2 separate regions of the Canis lupus genome follow, and region 2 is linked to region 1. A link is a contact called in public Hi-C data. All regions are on one chromosome and are shown on one strand. Each heading gives the region's core, a stretch centred on a gene start, on an enhancer-like site or on the middle of the called end of the contact. The rest is flanking DNA. Distances are from core to core; before and after follow the strand shown.

Region 1 (4,045 bases), core at 466-2,965:
ATGCTGCAAGTGTGGAAGCACCTAACAGCTGCCTTGTTTCTCACAGACCACTCAGCCCTTTCCCATCCGTTATTGTATGGGATCCTTATAGCTGCCCTGATTTACTGGGAAGGCCACTGAGACTCCACTGGATAAGCCTTGCCCGAGTCTAAAAGCTAGTCTCCAGCAAAGTCCTGGACAAACTCCTTTACCTAGCTTCAGCCACTCCACCGACGCCGCACACAACACTCCTAACACAGAAACAAACTGCCAAGATAACGGAGCTGTCAAAAGAGAATTGACAAGTGCAAGGGCCCAGACCTGGACTGGCCCGACCCCAACCCCGCCCCCAGCCGCAGGAACCACCAAGCGACACCTAAACGTCGTCTTTCCGCCCACACACTTTCTCCCCGCTGCCTTTTCAGGAGCTCTGGATTTTCAATTAGGCACCTCGAGGAGAAGGCAGGTCTTCCAAAGGAGTTGGAGAAGAAAAAAAAAAAAAAAAAAGAGGGACCGTTCCCTCTTAAAAAAAAAAAAAAGAAAAAGAAAAAGGCAGAGAGGGAAGAGAAGACAGCAGCAGGAGAAGGTGGAGACAAGAGAGGAAGTGAGAGGGGGACGAGCGAGGGCGAGCCGGTCCGAAGGCCCCATCCATCCCCTCCCGCACACCTGCACGGCCCCAGCCCTGCCCGCGGCCTCGCGCAGCCCGACCTTACCGTACCTGCCCGCCAGGGACCGCCCACCCCCGGGCGCAGCCCCCGCGGAGGCCCCGAGGAGAGACCGTGGCAGCCCTTAATTTGGTGACATTCAAATACAACGTTTCGTGCACTTCGGTAGCTAACATTGTGTGTGCCTTTTTTTTTTTTTTTTTTTTTTTTTCCTGTTACGCTGTCAAGGCAGGGGCTAGTGAGGGGAATGGCACAGCCCTCTCATTCCCGGAACGTAGTCGATCTCCGCTCAGCGGATTTCACAGAACACTCTCTGCCTATCGCCGGCTCCAACGAGAAGTAACTTTCCAGGAAGCTGCCGGCCCCCGACGGCCGCCAGGATCGCCGCCTGCGCCGCGAGGGCCGCCGGGGATTCACCCGGGGAGGGGAGGGGACGGGGGGGCGGGGAGGCGCACTTTCCCCTAAATCCCTCGCCCGCGCGGGTCCAGCTCTCTGCATTCACCCGACCCTCCCCCCACCCCCCACCCCCCGCAACAGTCTTATAAATGGGGAAACTCGCGCAAGTTAGCAGCCGAGCCCATCTAGAACCCAGGAATTCGGGGCCAACCTGAGGCTCATTTCATGACTTCAAAAATTGCCCAATTCTGGCCTTTGCTCGCCTCGTGAGTCATGTATTTATTTTTGCCTTTTGCTTGCCTCCGCCCCCTTTAAGAGGGCGGTGAAGCCGGGCGTCAAGGTCAGGCAGCAGCGAGTCCCCGCGCTGAGGGTCTCCGTCCGCGCGCCCGGCCGACGCGCAGGAAAACCAAACCGAAAGCCCCTTCCGCCTACGCTGGCAAGTAGGGGAGCCCTGCTAGGCTCAGTTTCCGCCCCCAAGTCTTTAGAAAAGGAGCTGCGAGGCCGAACCCGACCAGGTTTCGGGATTTCGGAACCCGATTTCCCCGCAACCGTAGAGGCGCCGTTAGGCTCCCGCGGGCCGGCCGGGGCGCTGACCCCAGCGCGCGGGCGCGCTCCAAGGATGCCTCGCTCTCTCGGGGCCTGCCTTGGGGCTCTAAGCCCCGGACACCCTCTCCTTGCAGGCGCCGGCCGTGGGCTCCGGGAGGAATCTCCCGGGGCGAGGGGCGGGAAGGACGCAGCGCCGGAGGCCGCAGTCCAGTCCTCGAGCCGGCGCGGGGCGTCAGAGCGCGCGGCGCATCCCGGCAGCCGCGGAGGCGGGTCGGGCCGGTCGGTGAGGACTGGGCCTCGGCGGCCTCAGAGAGTCGCACTTTGAGACTTTCTCATCCCTTCGCCCGGTGTAATAAAGGTGAAAGCGAAGGTTGAGATTTAATGCGGAGTGGGGTGAGCATCTAGGAAGGGAAGTTAAAATTAAGTACATGCACTTATTGGAAATTAGGGCTCCCGTGGTTCCGGGAGCTCAAACCTACTCATGTCTTACCGCGGCTAAACACTAGGGAGAGCCCTCCACCAAGGCTCCAAGCCGACAAGCCCCGTGTAGCCCCGCCTCTCCTTCCCATTGACCTACTTTAGACACAGTCTCCAGATCTGGAGAACGCCTTTTGCAACCCCCCCCCCCCCCGCCCCACCTTCCCCCCGCCCCTTCTCTATCCCGGCCGGCCGTTGGATTATAGTGGTAATCTAATAACTCCGATAACTCGCCGAGAAATGCAGAGGAGAACCTGGAAGTGCAAAGCACTGCTGAGGGGCAGGAACGAGAAATTTTATGGGGCTGGAGCTGCCGTGGTGAAACCAGCCAGCATCAGGGCTCCCGCCGGCGCGCTCCCTTTCTGCGCCGCAGCTCAGCCAACGAGCTGCTCCAGTTCCGCCGCGGTGGTCCAGCCGGGCGGGGGGGGCGGGGGGGGGTCAAAGCGCGCGGCTGTTTTGGGTTTAAGGGTGAAACACTCTTCGCTCTCTTGACCGAGGGGCGGGAGGGCAGAGGAGACGGCAACACATGAAAGCGAATTTGATAACGCGGTAGCCTCGGCAGTCGCTCTGGGTGACCGAGGTGTTCAGGGACATTATGTCCTGACTTTATTTCTATCACGTTTCCTGCCAACAGCGCTCTTTCAAGCCTGCAAGCTTCTAGGAAATGCAATAAAATAGAGGGATGTGTTTTATCATCACGATCTGAAGAGGAGCTGCAGAAGGGACGCTCCCCATGCCCCCGGCTCGCGACAGCCTTCCAGAAAAAGCCGGCAGACAATGCCCGCAAACCACGTCCCCGGGCAAAGCTATCTCGGCCATCCAGGCTGGACTGGGCTCCGCCCTTGCAAAAAGGCTGCCAGGGGAGGGGAGCGGCATGATGTCCCCAAGCAAACAATGCCTTTAAAAATCCGATCTGGACGAAAGTCAGCCAAGGTCTTTATTCACGTTAATGAAGATGGAAGGCACTAACTGTCCTTGGAAAGCGATGAGTCAAACTTGACCGCTCTTCAAACACATCCCCAGATTCGTTTCCAACCCGAACAGAGGCGCGTTTCTCCGACGCGGCCTCCGACAGCTCCCGCAGTGGGAGAGGCTGAACTGGATTCCCTCGGACCGCAGCATCTCCCGCGGGCGCGCGCCGGGGCCGTCGCTAGGGGTCGCCGGCACCCCTGTGTGCCTTTGCCACCCTAAGTTTTGAGCTCAGAGAAGATAAAACTTCGCTTAATAAGAAGCTGCTGTGGCCCAAATTCTACGAGGATTACACTCTGCCTGTCCATATGACACCTCCCCCCCCCATACACACACACACGCACATGCACACAGCCCTGGGTTCTGGCCAAGCCACTAAGCAGTTTGGAAGGAAGGGAAAGAAGGTGATTTCAGAAGGCCAAATGTGAGCCTCCTCCTGTGAAGCGAGGTACATCTCTGCAAGTCTAGGGACTGGGACTTAGTTACCCACTAACACCCACACACACCCCTCAAAGGCCTGGGACCCCACCGCTCAGCACTACAGCAGGCTGTCCACCCATGCCTGTCACTGAAAATCTTATGGCATACTTTCTAAAAGTTCTCCAGGGCATCTGGGGAACTGTTTCCAGCTACGCTGACCTGAGACATTAAAACCCTGGCCCTCTCCTACTGCTGCTCCCTTCTCCTAGATACTTCAACGGAGCGGAGATACACTAGCCTTTGACTCTAAGTCACTGACCTGGAACTCAGAAAGGCAAAAATCTGGTCCAGGTTAGGGTACTAAGGCACGGGCAACAGGCCCTCCCCTCTCATGAGGCCGCCTGTTTCCTCAACTGTAACGAGTTTATGTCCTATAGTTCCCCCCCACCCCCATGTGTCTCTCCACTACCCACTTCACCCTGGGAGACGCCCAAACGGCAGATTGGGTGTGTTCAAAAGGGTTATCTCATTAAAGGTTCTCGTAAGGAGGCGGATGGCCCTCTCTGAGCCTCGGTGGACAGGGCGAGCACCTG
Region 2 (4,052 bases), core at 1,038-3,537, 600 kb after region 1:
CACGAATATTAGATCTGGGAGTCATAATCCATAGTTTTTCGTCCATAGATTTTTAAAAATCATTATTGTCCAAATGTAACTCTTGCTGGCTGTTTTTGAAAATAATCTTAGTTTTTGGGAGTGCCTGGGTGGTGTAGTCAGTTAAGCTTTAGACTCTTGATTGGCTTAGGTCATGATCTCAGGGTTGTGAGATCAAGCCCTGCTTTGGGCTTTGAGTTCAATGAGGAGTCTGCTTGGGATTCTCTCTCCCTCTCTTTCTCCTTGCTGATGTTCTCTTTCCCTCTCTTTCAAATAAATAAGTTACTTAAGAAATAAGATAATAACCTTAGTTTTATCCTTTTTCGTTCTATGTTGATGTTTTATGATTATCTTATTTTTTCCCTGCTTGACTGCTGATGTGTTGATATGTCCTATTTTGAATTTGTAGAACATATTTCTCAGAGACTTTACTTGAAGTATGTTGTAACAAAAAAAAAGTAGATTCATATTTGTAGTCTATTTAAGAAGGAGCATTTTTATTATTGTACTATCATACGGATACTAATGTCAATAAACATCATATAAATCAAACTATTTAAACTAGTGATTTTTATTAATTTTTAAAATTGTTTGTTTTCCAAAACATCAAATGAGGCAGAGAGAATTTTTTATTTTATTTAATTTTTTAGAGATGCTATTAATTATATTTTTAGAGGAAACAATCATTAATTAGAAATTTTATCTTGGTTCCCATTCATCTCTGGCATTCGTATTTGTGATTTTGCAAGTCTCCTGAAGTTGTATTTACATTTGGTCCATGTGTATGTCTTTTTCAGGGAAAGGGTCTATATGTCATCAGATCCTCAAAGAGATGCTTAACTCACTCATTACGAAAGATAACATCCCTTGGCTAAGAGGTCACCAGTGTCTCAACCCAGTTAGTTATATTGATGCTGCTTAATTAAATAAAAGTCAGATTTCCATTTTTCTCTTACCAGAGTTAAGGGAGACGGTTTGAAGAGAGAATGAAATATTTCATGATGGTGGCGGTGGTGGTGTTTCTGATAATAATATCAGAAAATATAATGCTTATACGATACATTATATACCATGTATGGAATTATATCATGATGTATGGTTTTGATATACCTTCCTACCATATATATTTGCACATCTCCTCTGGGCAGTACATATGCAAAGCACAGTATGGAGATGGATAAGGCATGAGTTCTTTCCTCTGAGAGGGATGCCAGGCAGGGAGAGTGACCCCATTTAGTAGTTGTCGACATCAAGTCTCCATGTTAAGATTGGTTGTACCTGGTCTTACAGGTAGACGGTAGTCAAGAAGAGATGCAAGAATAACTCTTCTGAACCAAAATCAGGTTCTTTATACTGCAGCATGTTTTCTGTTGCTTAGCATAGAACTATTACCCATACATTTTTACTTATTCCTCTTATATGTGATTTTAAAATGTCATATTTGTTCTGCTTCCATTATTGCAGTTTTGAATGATGATTCATCAGTGCAGTGGCCTATTTTAGTGAACCACAATAGCTTGGGTAGAAAGGAAAAAAAAAAAAAGATTCAACATACTCAGGAATGGAAAGCAGCCATCTTTTTATAGCTAAAATTGCAAACATCTGGCAATTACTCTATTCTACCTCCCTTCAGAAAAGAAGAATCGTCCCTTCAACTGGAGCCTGCCGCTGTGTCTAATCAAGACAGCTATGCAAGCCTCAAGGAGCAATAGGTTTTGATTCAAGGAGGCCATTGCCTAACCCAGTTGGCCAGAGTCTCTTTGGAAAGTACACTATTATTTAATGCTCTGCATATGGTACTGTATTATATAATGATAATAATGGTAATATGGCAATTAATGGCTGTAGAAAATCCCCTCTTGCTTTTCTGCCCTGGCTCATTTGTGGTGGCTCTTATGGCAGCTTTTATATTTTGAAAGTTAACTGTTCAGGTCAACTTTGCCTCTCTGTTCTCTGAAGCTTTTTGTGCTCTGGAACAGAAGGTTCAGCTACATCAGTCCAACCAATAATTACCAGCTTGATTTTGTTATTATAAACTGGTCTAGTAAAATGTTCAAGGAACAAATCAATTTCTTTTTAAAGCCTGACAGTGATCTTATAGTCAAAAAGCAATTTACTATGGTTATGGTCCCTTTGTACCCCACCCTTATTTCTTATTGAGATAATTGTTTGTGAAACTAGTTCTTCCCTCGCTGGCAAAAGTCAGCTCTGCTGGCAGGGGAAGTGAGAATGGCTGGTGGTTTGTAATACGGCTGAGAATCAGAACTTCTGCATTTTTCTCTTGGGGTTAATGCCAGCTTTCACTCTGGCCTTGACCAATCTATTCCCCATTTACCTTTCTCTTCCGCTAGGCCACTGGAGGGTAGAGGTGGACTTTTCCTTTCCTGGGTTCTGCCAACCTTATTACCACTGTTCTCTTTTGCCATGGGCAATCTTGGTCAGTGATCCTCAGTAATTTTGAAGGAATGGAAAAGCTCTAGTAGGAAAAAAAACGAAAAACAAAAAACAAAAAAAACCCAGCAAGGTTCAAGTATGGTGATGTTCAAAAACAACCTCAAGTACTAAAAATAGTCTGTTTTCTAGTGTTAGCATATTATGGTACTTGGAAATCATAGAAGTTTTGTGGGGGCCCCCGAGCTTATTTCATATGTCTGTCTTTTGCTTTTATGCCTTGGGTAGAACTATGTTCAGTACTGAAAGCCACAGCTTTTCCCTTGATACAAGAAGTTTGCTAAGTACTGTCTCCTACCAGTCTTCCCAAAATCCCAATGAATTTAGCAAACATCTCATTAACCTGAATGCAGTGTTAGAAGAGGTAAGAATATAACCAGGAATGTTCTGGGGAATGAATGAATGAATAAATGAATGAATGAATGAAAATGAACAAGTAGTCCTAACAACCCAAAATGGGTATCTTAATCCATATGGTTATTCCATGCAGAGCCATAGTGATCTCTGGAATTCCAAGTGCATGTCCCCTTTGCTCTGTCTCCATCCAGTGTGTTCTTGGTAGCTCTAGCCTCTCTCCCTCATAGAACTCATCGTAGAGCTTGGAACTTGCTTATTACAAGCTAGTATTCTAGCTCGTTTGCTTTTCTCCTTGAGGACATTGCTCATGTGGAAAGGGTATGCCAGGGTCCCTTCCCTTTTACTTTAGGGTGTCAAGTCTGCACACTTCTGAGAATACAGCCAGTGCCGTGTTGCAGGGGACAAGGGGCTTTAGATGTCTCTCAATGATTCTCTACCCTCACTACACTTACTAGTCATCTGGGACCTCCAAAAATTACCAAGGCTTGGGCCTCATTCTCAGATATTCTAATATCATTGGTCTGGGACTGGCACCCTTTTTGGGGAACCCTTCTCAAGTTTCAGAAAGTACTGAGGTGGCCCACTCTCTTACCTGATACTAATCACTGATATACCATCGTCTTTGGACAGCTCTGATGTGTTTTGAAAGTTTACCTTTACCTTTGATTTGAAATCTGCCTTCAGAAAATGTGGGCATATCTCTTAGTCACATTTATAATCTCTAGCCAGAGTTTAGTTAGTACTTAAAGCTATAAGCACCTGTCCTCCAAGCAAAACAACAACAACAACAACAACAATAACAGAAAAGCAACTATGGCAATGTGGTCACTTTTCTCCAATTGTGACCCAGTCCTCATTATATGGGACCTCTCCCTTTACCACTTTTGAGTTATAAATCTCTGGAAAAGGAACGGAAGGGCAAAAATATCAACAAAACAGGTACTTACTCTGGTAGGTAATGTCAGAGTTACCTTGTCAACTAGACAGTTTGGCTTTGTGAGGAGGAACGCTGTGCTGGTCACCGTTAAATTCACAATGCCTAACATGGTCCAGGCACAGAGGAAGCATTCCATGAATAATTATTGGATAAATAATAGTTACAAAGTTTATTAAGGTGACTCAGTTCAGATTAAATATACAGAAACTGGTAGTTTTAAACATTTATTTGTTTCAGGGAAAGAGAAAATGTGAGTGGGAGGAGGGGCATGGTGAGAAGGAGAGAGCAA

Evidence for each region. A called contact is a pair of places that touch in the nucleus more often than the background predicts.
Region 2: a contact with region 1 is called in a Hi-C map of blood, with 7 times the contacts expected there. The contact joins two enhancer-like sites. A contact is called at or near these places in 2 of 9 Hi-C or Micro-C datasets (blood and skin fibroblasts).

What each region holds. Positions count from the first base shown.
Region 1 is chr34:20,308,901-20,312,945 of UU_Cfam_GSD_1.0, forward strand. No RefSeq gene overlaps it. Among named protein-coding and RNA genes, the nearest start is that of BCL6, 4.0 kb to the left of the region's middle. Within about 2 kb of position 1,716, at least 10 of the 20 cell types and tissues checked have an H3K27ac peak or open chromatin away from gene starts, as enhancers often do.
Region 2 is chr34:20,909,269-20,913,320 of UU_Cfam_GSD_1.0, forward strand. The region is part of intron 3 of LOC478670 (lipoma-preferred partner); the gene reads left to right. It overlaps LOC111093965 (a long non-coding RNA gene), which reads right to left. Exons shown (of 6, transcript XR_005383901.1): 4 at 2,354-2,494. Among named protein-coding and RNA genes, the nearest start is that of MIR28, 250 kb to the right of the region's middle. Within about 2 kb of position 2,288, at least 2 of the 20 cell types and tissues checked have an H3K27ac peak or open chromatin away from gene starts, as enhancers often do.